Regions from separate parts of the Anas platyrhynchos genome. Here region 1 is linked to region 2. A link is a contact called in public Hi-C data. All regions are on one chromosome and are shown on one strand. Each heading gives the region's core, a stretch centred on a gene start, on an enhancer-like site or on the middle of the called end of the contact. The rest is flanking DNA. Distances are from core to core; before and after follow the strand shown.

Region 1 (5,682 bases), core at 3,158-5,657, 47 kb before region 2:
CAGCAGATTACCATTGAATTGGATAATGCTGAGGTTTTAATTTTATTTATCTTCTACGGTGTTGTTTCTATGGTGTTTGTTTTATGAGTAGCCCTGTGATTTGTCCTGTTGTCTCTTCAGCACGGAGCTTTCTGATTTGTATGCCTGTGTCAGTGAATTAGTTGAGTTTTCAGTCTGCCGTGTGTCTATGCTGGGAATAGTTACCCTAACTAATTCCATATGCCATTACTTAGAATATTAGTCCAAATGCAGTTACAGTCTCTGGCAGTCTGCAATCATCTGGTACCATAATAGTTCTCATAAAGTTTAGGACCAGATCTGAGTGCTTTTGGAATACGAACTGCCGTAAGCACCATTAAAATGTCAGTGTTCAGCACTGCGCCGTGATACCCCTGTCATCTGCGAACAGGTCCTTTCAGCTATTTGGAAAACCAAATACTGACTTTTTTAATGGCATTCCTGTATAAGTTGGAAGAACCTGTCAGAAGCCAGCTGGAGAAGGGCCTGTGTGAGCTGTCTCTGCTCGCTGCCTGGTGAGAGCCATTACTCACTTCCCAAGGCACGGCACACAGGGTGCCCGTGAGGGCTGTGCCCTGCTGTACGGGCTGCCTCGCTTTCCTTACCGAAAAAGGTGACAGGCATGCTATTCCCCAGAACAGCGAGCTGTCTTTCCTGTTGCTTCTTAGTCAGGTTTGGTGCATAAAGCCACGTAAAACGTTAGGACGTGTTGAGAAAGCCGGGTGGTGTAACTCTATGAAAATTATTGGTCTGGGTGAAAAGCTTCCTGCTGTGAAAAGCGTGCCTTCAGCTGGCACTGCAACAGCCCGGTCCGTGTTTGTGCTACATGTGGTCATTCTACAAGCAGAAAAGCTGTATGTGAATGAGAACTTTCAGTGTAATTGAACTGAAGCTTTCTAAGGACTTTTAAAAGTGGTGGGTTTTGTTCGGGCACCGCTGCACGGGCTGGGGTGAGCGAGCTGAGCTGCAGCAATTTCCTCCTGCAGCTCCAAAATGTGAGTGTGGGTGCTAAATTTGAGATGCGTTTTGCATAAATGTATAATGCTGAGAAAGTGATTGACTGGCACCTTATTTTACTGATATACAAGGGAAAAAAAAATGTAGTATTTTCCCTGTTGTGGTTTGCTTCCTGTGTTCTCTCCCAAGCCAACCTTTCGTATGGAACAAAATTCAGCCACTTCCAATGCTGCTCCTCTTCATTCGGTAGAATAGATAATGAAATATGCTGTAAGTTGCTTACTGTGGAACATATACATTTTGATGCCAATCAGCTGAATTTATCAGTATAAACCTCACACTGAGAACAAAATAATAATTGAAGTCTAACAGATTTGTTACAAAAATAGACCAAAAAGCATACACATCCCCTTCAATTGTATTGAAGGCTTTTCTCCTGTTAAGTGAGGCTTTTGAGGGAAGGAAGGAACCGAGTTCCTCGTGAGAACGAACTGGGGTTGTGACTTCTTTGTGGTGTTTTTACCCCAGCAGTGCTGGGATGCTCAGGCCCCTGCCTTGCTGCTCCCTGAGCAGCCCGGTCCCCTCGCCCAGCAGGCCCAGCCTGGGGCTGTGACTCCTCTCCTGAGAGAAACTTCATAAATCTCCCATCACTGCTTTCAGTTTCAGTGAAAAACTCAATCAGCTGTGGAGATTTTCTGCTCACAGTGTGCAGATATAACAGGGGCAGGCAGTGGAGAGCAGGGGCCCGGCCGTGTCCTGCAGGTCCCTGTTTCATGTGGGGCCCCCGCATGCGGCCCTGCCATCACCTCTGGCCTGTCCGTGTGAGGCACCTCGTGTCTCTCTGGGTCTCATCCAAATTTAGGATTACATAGCTGCAGAGGTGCCTCGTCTCCTTCTCTACATACATTTTTTAACTAATTTTCGTGCCCCCCAGACCCGCCCCTTTATCTGGGGATCACATAGCAGTGATGTGCCCTGGTTTTGAACAAAAGCCCCGTAGTGCCTCAGCATTGCCGTCAGGTGCTAGACCCCTCCGACTGCACGGTGCTTCGGCTTCCAAGAATAGCATACATAATTTCATCTTGGAGAAACTTCAGACAGAACGTTGAATTGTTTAATTGCAAATTAAGTCATAATGTGAAGCTCTTTCCCGTTTAGTTTCTGGCTGTAATGCACTGTCTTTGCCTGCAATAAATCAGCCAGAGAGTGTGGAGCAATTTAGGATTTCGTCTGGAGGCTGCAAAGGAGGAACTTTATTGCTCCTCAGTGGAGCAGCTGCACGGAGGGAGCAGGTGTGTTTATAACCATCGGAAATGAGCCCTGCTGCTTATAGGAAGGAATTCAGACAGGGCTTAGAACCACTGACAATTTTCAAAGGAAATCCTGGTGTTCCCTTTTTTTTTTTTTTTAGCTTGTCACCCCTGGCAACAGTAAACATTTAGGGCAAAGAACACAGAAATCTCTAGTGTTAGTAAAAAGTTATTAAATTCCCTCCCCGTCAAACTCTGCACAACTTAATTTTTCTGATCATCTGAAATGCTCCTTATTCCTCGGGGTAAAACTCAAATAAAGTAGCTGTTTTATGGCATAGTTGCATGACTTCAGAGTATGTGATTGTGATCCTAGATAGAGTTACACATCTGATACTCCTTTACTGAGAGGCGATTTCAGCGCATGGCAAGCCCCAGTTGCAGCGATCTCTGTGATGATGAAAATGATGGAAGGTGCATGCATTTATTGCTGAGAGTTAGGATAGATAAGAGAGACTGTAACTCCAGTTTTTTCTTTATAAGTTCTGAGAGTGCAGAAAGGGAGTGCCCTTTTAGCTGGGTGAATAATACTGGAATTCACCTTGGCAGTAGGAAATCCCCTGCAGAACAGGAAGAACCGTAAAGGGCCGCGGGGCGACATACCTCTGTGACAGCCGGCTGAGCGTGCGGCTGTCTGGAGTATCTGCAGTGCTGGGTGCTGTGGAAATGAAGGGACCAACAAGCACGCTTTGATCCTGTTGCTTGTACTCTGCCTAGTCCCTGTGCTTTCTAAGGAGGGATTTATCCTGAATTTGCTTTTGGTGTCACTCCTGAAAAGGAGGGAGAGGAGGGAACTAGGAGTTTTCTGAGAAGCAGTATAATGTTGTTTGTTTTTAACATTTACTAATGTAGGCTGAGGACCATGATCTGTTCTGGCAGAAATATCCCAGTAGGATTTTTAAGCCTTTGTAGATGTTTTCCAAGCTCTGCAGCATCCCGTATTGCAGCAGGGTTCCTGTCGAACGCTTATTTTGGGGACAGAAATTATGATGCATTAAAAACGAAAGTCATTCTTGCAGCATTTCCAAAGCATTCTGGTTCCTGTAAAGCCTGAAAGTTCACAGACCTTCAGCACAGGGTCTGCATAAGACCGGTATTAAAACAGAGAGTAGAAGAGGTATCTCGAAAGATTGAGGGAAAGCATGATTTGTTTTAATTAAAACAAATGAACAAACAAACCAGCAAAGCCCAGTGTTGCTTTGGGTTTTGTCGTGACCTTAGGGCGTGCTTTGTTCAGAGCTTGTCCTTTGGCTTGCTGCAGAGCTGCTGATGGTATCAGGCTGATGTGTGGGGCTGCAGAGCTCAGCAGAGGGGTCTTAGCATTGGCTCTGGGCAGGTGTCTCAGGTAGTGAAGAATTCCCCAAGGCAGGGTGCTGGCGTGTTCTCTGTGAGAGCCCTTGGGCTGAGTCTTTAATTTACTCCTCACTGGGCTTGCACTGGTGTGACTTTGTTCTTGGTGTAGCTGTTGGCAATGCTGCTCTTTCAGAGAGAAGGTCCAGGACCGAGCTAAATTTTTCAAGAGCCACCAAGTGTGAATCTTTACACAAGAATGATAACTAACCCTCAGTTGTAATTGGGCACAACGGCTTAATTGACTTTTAATTGAATCCCTAATCCACTCAAATATCCAAACATGATGCAAAAGCAGATTCTGCAGCTTTTCAGAAGCCGCGTTGGGATGGTGAACTCCACCTCGGGTTCCCTGTGATCCCAGAGGACAGCAGCACATTTCCCTCTGCATCGGGCATTTGTTTGCAGGGCCGCTCTCTGCCCAGACAGGTGTCTGGGGACAGCGCGGCCCAGTTTCCGCACGTCTCGGGCACCAAAACACATGCGTCTGAGAGAAATCTTAATATTTTTATGGACTGAAAAGGAGAGAAGTGTGAGCGCTGACCTGCAGGTGGCATGCTCAGGATGCTGAATGGGGCTGGGAGATGTCCTACTTTTTACTTTTTTTTTTTTTTTCCCCTCCCAGCCACATTGCAGCGAACTGCTCCATTGGGCACCTGCCAACATTCAGGCAGCAGTTACATAAGAACAGCTTTTTTTCCTGGAATTTAGGCCCGCTGCTGATGTGTGACCTTCAGCGGCGATTGCCAATAAACGTGGTGGAGCTGTTTACAGTTACCTCGGCCCGCGGCTGCCAGCAGCCGAGCCTCCGCCGGTGCCGCAGCGTGTGTGCACCGCTGCCTCTCGTGATAAAGACGTTCCCCTGAGGTGGGGTCCCTGCGTGGCTCGGAGGGGCTGGCCGTGGGCGAGGGGTGAGGGCAGGCAGCTCTGTCACGCTGCGTCCATCTGCAGAGCCGCTGCAGAGCCGTGCCGGAGCCGTCCTGCCCCGAGCTGTCCCTGGCTGGCCCCTGGCTGCAGAGAGCCAGCAAGAGCCTGAAAGATCAAGCCCAGCAAAACGCCCGGAACAGCCTGAGTTTCCATTGTCATTACGTGGTACTAAGGATGTGCAGGATTTGAAGTAAAAAACAAACACACACAAAAAAAAAACAACAATCAAGTAAAACCCCACTTACATTTTTTTAATTCAGCAATGGTACTTTATACAGCTGACGAAACAATAACCAGCAAAATGCACCTGCAAAAACCCACTCAATATAGGCTTTTTGGTTCTCTTACCTCTTCACTTTTTTCTTGAGGTTTCAGCTAGGTGAAAAAGGGAAGCGAAAATTCAGGTTCAAAGGGGATTGACTGAAGAAGTAACCTTTACTGTGCTGTTTATCAATGATAAACTACAAAGCTGTAGTGGCTGAGCAAGGTGCAAAATATAGGCTACTTTGTACGTCTTTTGATTGGAATTGGAAAATTTCTTAACCTCCTGAGTGCCGGAGAGAGGCAGTTTTAAATTTTCTTTGCAGAGAGCTCGTACGACAGTCATCTCTCTTGTGTATTTTGCACTTAGACAGTGCTTCACTTGTTATGTCTCAAGTAGAGGAAATGCAGGCTCTAATAAATTTTTGTGGGCTGCCTTATATTTTTTTTCCTTCAGAAATCCTACAATCTTTGGACTGTTTTTATTGCACAAACTGGAACTAGAGTTGGTAAGCTCTTTGGAAAAGGAGACTGGAACTTTTCTCATAGTTATTTGTAAAAATAACAACAAAAACTTGCACCCTCTTTCTAGTTAATTAAAAATACTAATGTAGGATGTGTAGAGAAGGTAGTCCTTCATATGTTCAGTTACTGTGGGAGACCTGCAGGACCGAGTGTTTAAGAGAAGCAAGTGGGATTGCATTGCCAGTGAAGGTCAGTGGCATATCAGAGGCTGAGGTCTCTAGCTCTAGGGAAGCCCCCGCCCAAGTAAAACACCCTGCTTCGACTGAAAACTCTGGAAAGTTAAAGAAGGAAGTCCCGCGGGCAGATCTCGGTGACCTTTCAGTCCAGGCGCTGA
Region 2 (5,534 bases), core at 188-2,687:
CTGGTCCCTGAGCCCCGTTACAGTCTTTATCTTTTGGTCCTTGTTCTCGTGGTGATGGGCAGCCCACGTGTAGGTGTGTGTCACCAGCAACACCACGGACTTCATTAATTCTAGTTACTTTTGCAGGCCTGCAAAGGCAAGGGGATCTTGCCTTTCTCTTTGTCAAGATACCATTTTCTTGAAGAAAAGCATTTTTTAATGCAAGTTTTAAGAAAAAGATGTCTCATATTCTGCATAAACCTAGGTTAAACAGTATTTCAGGCTGGGTATTTTTCATGGTTCTTTGAGAAGTGTATTTTTAGATACGCAGGCTGATGTTATGTAAGCAGGCAGTCTCATGGGACAGTCTAAATAGAACCAGAAATAGCAAGAGATGAAAAAAAAAATGGTGCAAGGTTTTTTACCAAAAGCATAATAGGAAACTCAGGATGAATATGTGAATCGGGACCTGGACGTATTTGTTGTCTTTCTTCACCTCCATATTCAATCATCTACAGAGTACACTAAAATGAAGAATCCTGTAATACTGTTTATCATTTACATAATGCTTTAGTAATAAGTTTGTAATTAAGCTCTGCTGAAGGCGCTGGGCTCAGACGTTCCACTTAGCACTTTGAAATCAGTAACGTCTGAACACGAGGATTAATGGTGCTCCACCAAAGATAAGATAAAATGGCATTTATTTGGCTATTTTGATTTTGTTTTGCTTGGTATACAAAGTCTTGCGACATTATTTGTTTTGTTCTCCTTCATCCTAGGTACACTAGAGCCCCACTTGTCAGGCCTGCTGTGGACAGCGATGCTGATATCTCTGGCTATAGTCATAGCTCTTCCTAAGCCCCATGGTATCAGAGCCTTAATAGCTTCTACAATATTACGCCTAATATTTTCAGTTGGTTTACAACCTACTTTATTTCTTCTGGGTGCATTCAATGTAAGTATCAAGTTGGTTTTTTTTTTTTGAAGTTCTGTTGCTTCTTATGTAAGGGCTTCTTACCTGCTCCTGAAGGCAAAAATAGGCTGGAACACTGTGGCAGAACTGGGGTAAGGAGTCGTTCCCTCCTCGGTCGTTGCTAGCAGAAGTACTTTGCTGCTGCTCATTTAATTCTGCTTCCCGAAGCCGGAGAGCTCTAAGGTCTCGCTCAGTTTTGTCACAGTCTCGTAACAGCTCCCACCCCAGCCAGAAATGTAAAGAAGTCTCTGTGACCCTCCAGCACTCGGATGTGCGCTCGAACCCGTCTCCTGCTCAGCGACTGAGCTGCAGTATTTACGGGATTGTGTAAGCTGTACTAAACAATGCATTTCCCAAATGTCTGTCTGCAGTCTACCTGCCAGCCAAGAGCTGACACTAAGCAGTTTTGCTACAGTAACGTGTGGACTCAGTATGTAAACTGAGCTGCCAGAAAACTTCATTAATGCTCAAACCCGGATACTTGTGGTTTCTAGGCAAGTAAGCCAAAAATGTTTCTTTGACTGAGTCAGCAGGAGCTGTGCAAAGATGCATCTTCTTGAAGCGTTGGCCTTTATTACAAAGTGCTCAGCTTTAACGTGCATTATTTAATAGTGTTCCTTGTCTCCAAAATGTCACCAAGTGCCGTGTGCTAAAGAATCAGGGTTGCATTGTTAGGATTGTTGCTGTTGTTGTTAATTGCAGTGTTTAGCAGGTTCCAGGTAAGTCGAAGGCAGCTCTCCTTCAGTGCTGATGGCTGGGGCTACACAGGAGGATTCCTGTGTGCCTGATCTGAGAGAGAAATGCTGAGGCAATCTGGAGCACTCACTTATTAGCGAGCAGTAGGGGCTGCTTCAGAAATGTAAGGGCTGCTGGAGGCTAGCAAGTAATTTGATTGCAGAAAGTGCAGAGCTTAAAGGGATTTTTTAGGGCAGTTTACCTCTCACACCAGGGAGTGTTCTTACTTTCTTCTTTAAATCTTGAAGTCCTGATGCCCTTTGACAACCGGCTGGGGACAGGAGTCGATGTTCCTGTTTTATAGACGTGTTCAGTTTTAGTTTTGGCTCGCTGTCTCAGCTGTGCAGAAGATGCAACAGAAAGCAGCCGTTGACTGACACGTAAAATGCTGGCATGTAGCAGACAATTCAGCACTGTTGTTGATGTTGCCATATAGCTGAGTTACCACCAGCTTTGAAAAATTGCCTTTTTTCCTGCAGGCTATGTCTTACAACTAATTTATGATTAATCTTTCCTTAGGTTTGTAATAAAATCATTTTCCTGATGAGTTTTGTGGGCAACTGTGGAACCTTCACTAGAGGATACAAGGCAATGATTATGGATGTAGAGTTTCTTTATCACCTGCTGTACCTCCTGATTTGTGCTCTGGGGCTTTTTGTACATGAATTCTTTTACAGCTTGTTGGTAGGTATTCATTTTGTCTTCATAATGTTTTTCTTCCTATGTGCTTGTAAAGTCCCACCTAGATGTCACCCACTGCTTGCTTTCTGCTTTACAACTGGACGCTGTCGTGCAGGCACTCTTTTGAAAATGGGGCTCTGGTGTGACATGGCACGAGCACAACCTGCCTGGGCTGTGCTCGTGCCATGTCACAGGCCCAGAGGAGTGAGAAATGAAAAGACATTTAAATGGAAAATTTTCTTCCCAACACTAGCTTGGGTGAAAATATTGCTCACTGTTAGTGTGCTGCAGAAGATACTGGTAGTTCACGTGAAAAACAGCCTTTGATTTTGTTTGTTGTCCCCAGCTGTTTGACTTGGTGTACCGAGAGGAGACCTTGCTGAATGTCATCAAAAGTGTCACTCGCAATGGGCGTTCCATCATCCTGACGGCTGTTCTTGCGCTCATCTTGGTGTACCTCTTCTCTATCGTGGGGTACCTGTTCTTCAAAGATGACTTCATCCTGGAAGTAGACAAGCTCCCGAACGAAACGTTATTGCCAGGTTGGTAGCAGTGGCTCATTTTGACTGTTGAAGAAAGTAATGGACTTTTGTTCCCTCGAGCTTGCTGAGTGTCTTCCACTTTTTGTGAGAGATACTGGCTATCTCACAGGTTTGACAGTTTCTTTCTTACCAAGCACTCTGCTTAAATAAATAAAACAGATTGGAGCAAATGGATACCAAATTTACCCTTTAAATTTTGACAAGATGCTGTAATCCACTGCAACATATAGAGAGGTGGGGTAGCAGAACCCCTGAAGACAGCACTCGGGCTTTTCTGCACACACTGAAGATTTCTCCTCTGTTTGCTAAAACAGTTGAGATTATCTAATTCATCTAACACCTACTCCCTCCCCCAGTTTAATTACAAACAGACTTTAGGTAGGCTATCGTGGGGAAGGCTCTGCACTAGGGGGATATTTAGTTCTGCCTCAGTTTGCCAGATTTTGTATGCTTATATTGGCTTTTAATGGTGTGTTCTAGTTTCAACATAAGAAAAATTAATATTTTATCAAAAATAACCCCGTGAATATAAATGAAGGGAAATTACCTTCAAAGCCATGATCCTGTGAAGTTGAGGCCTCTGTGTCAAACTCTGGTTTGCTCATAGTTTTTATAGACTGTGTAAATCTCCCTCAGTTTGTTGCTGTAGTTTAAATTCCATAGTAGACCTCTCAGTGCTGAACATAGGTTGCATATTGTAAGATAAAATGTTTTGTTGTTTTCTTTTCCCTTGCCCTATAGCATCAAGTAAGCAACTCAGTGGATGGGAAGCACAGGAATGAAATTTGTTAAAGAAGGAGTTTGGGTTTTGGCTTATTCTGACTTCTTTTTCTCTCACTTGAGTTACTCAGACAAGCACTGTTTGACATACCCACTATTTTTTCTAATTTTACTGCCTACCCTGTAGGAGACCCAAACCTCACTGACCTTATTATTTCACATTTCCACCAAGCTGGAGAAACGCCAAAGATGTGTTACTGTGTGGCACTAGGGTGGTTTTGATACTTGTGAGATGTTGAAGGGCAATTTTTCAATCACCTTGAAAATTCACTGTGCACTAGAACGTAATATTTTTGGAACAATTTCAATTACATTCTCAACTTTGGAGCTAATGCAAAATAAGTGCACAACTATGGTCTTGAATTCATGGAAATAAGAAGTTCATATTTAAAATTAAAATCACTGAATGTGTGAATTGGAAAGGACTGTGGTTGCCTAAACTCTAGGATAACATACAATTCTAAATCTGCCTAGTAAGTGCAGACCGAATACGATGAGGTATCTTAATATCTGAAAAGTAATCTTGCAAAACACAAAATATTAAATTATTTGACTCATCGCCTTTTGTTTTTAGATCGCACAGAACCGGGTGAGACCATGACTGGCGAGTTTCTCTATTCAGACGTGTGCAAAGCAGGTAGCAGTGAAAACTGTTCTTCAATCATTCCTTCAGACCGTGAGTATCTGCTTAGCTGCTTTTGAATTACTAACTTCTTATCCTGAAGTTTTCACACTTTTTTGAGTTAAGCACCTTAAGTAAAATTTGAAGGAAAAAAAAAGCCCTGTATATTAAAAGGGGCAACAAAATTAAGACAATCAAGTTAAGCCAACAGCATAAATGACATTTGTAACATGAATTCTTTAGAGAAACTTTTTGTAACTGAGCAATCCTTTGATAAAACATTGACATATGCTTTGATTTTCTATCTTATCAATTTGAAAAGGAAGCGATGTAGTTTACCTTCTTGCAAGGTTATTATTTTAAAACATTAGGCTCTTAAATGTGATCTCAGAGGATAATGCTCTGAAATATGGAACAGAACATTGTTTACTGTCAGCATTATTTTATCTAGTTAACTAAGGAAACTGTTTTTAATATCATGTCAGGAAGTAGTCAATGGATTAAGCAGACAGGGTAGGTTTGGGGGGTTTTTGAGATCAAGAAAGTGCATGTGAGATATTACTTGTAGCGTAATCACCAGCCTCAGACTGGGCACTGAAAATTTTCAGTTTTATTTTCTAGAAAATGTAATTTACTAACTTTGAGATTTATGATGCTGGCTGAGAAAGCCAGACAGAACATCGCTATTTCTTTTAGAAGTGGAGCTCTTATATGGTCAAATGTTTCAAATGTCAATAGTGGCCACAAGCCCATGCTCTCAAGAAGAGATGTCTCTGTTTTGCTCAAGTGTCCTCTTTGATAAAATAAGATTCAACATAGATACAAGAATAGCTTCTTTATTCGGCTCTAAGAAGAGTGTGCTTTGTCTTTATGCGTTCTGGCTGCAGAAAGGAAAACTTCAGAGATGTGTTTATATCGTAAATAATCAACTTGGTATCGGGGTCTTATGTGGACAGAGACGTTAACGATGCTCAAATCTTTGGCCGCTTCTGTACCCTCATGGGTTTGGGGTATTTCTGGATTTCTTAGGGATTTAGACCCATCTAAGGCTTGCCGTGGGAAGGTGGGATCCGCTCATGAGCATTTTTATGATGAAATGTAAGTCATGAGACTTTTAATAGGTACAGGGAAAGTATATGAAATTAGGTAATTAATTCTCGCAGTCCTGGAACTGCAACAGTGAAGTTGGAGGCTTCAGCCAAATGGAGAGAGGGTCATAAAA

Evidence for each region. Hi-C and Micro-C count contacts between places; a contact is called where the count stands out from the background.
Region 1: a contact with region 2 is called in a Hi-C map of liver, with 2.8 times the contacts expected there. The contact joins two enhancer-like sites. A contact is called at or near these places in 3 of 8 Hi-C or Micro-C datasets (liver and skeletal muscle).

The regions. Positions count from the first base shown.
Region 1 is chr13:1,915,181-1,920,862 of IASCAAS_PekinDuck_T2T, reverse strand. The region is part of intron 37 of ITPR1 (inositol 1,4,5-trisphosphate receptor type 1); the gene reads left to right. Among named protein-coding and RNA genes, the nearest start is that of ITPR1, 91 kb to the left of the region's middle. Within about 2 kb of position 4,407, at least 2 of the 8 cell types and tissues checked have an H3K27ac peak or open chromatin away from gene starts, as enhancers often do.
Region 2 is chr13:1,864,929-1,870,462 of IASCAAS_PekinDuck_T2T, reverse strand. ITPR1 (inositol 1,4,5-trisphosphate receptor type 1) reads left to right here. Exons shown (of 57, transcript XM_072044593.1): 49 at 759-934; 50 at 2,207-2,371; 51 at 2,715-2,910; 52 at 4,265-4,366. Among named protein-coding and RNA genes, the nearest start is that of BHLHE40, 64 kb to the right of the region's middle. Within about 2 kb of position 1,437, at least 3 of the 8 cell types and tissues checked have an H3K27ac peak or open chromatin away from gene starts, as enhancers often do.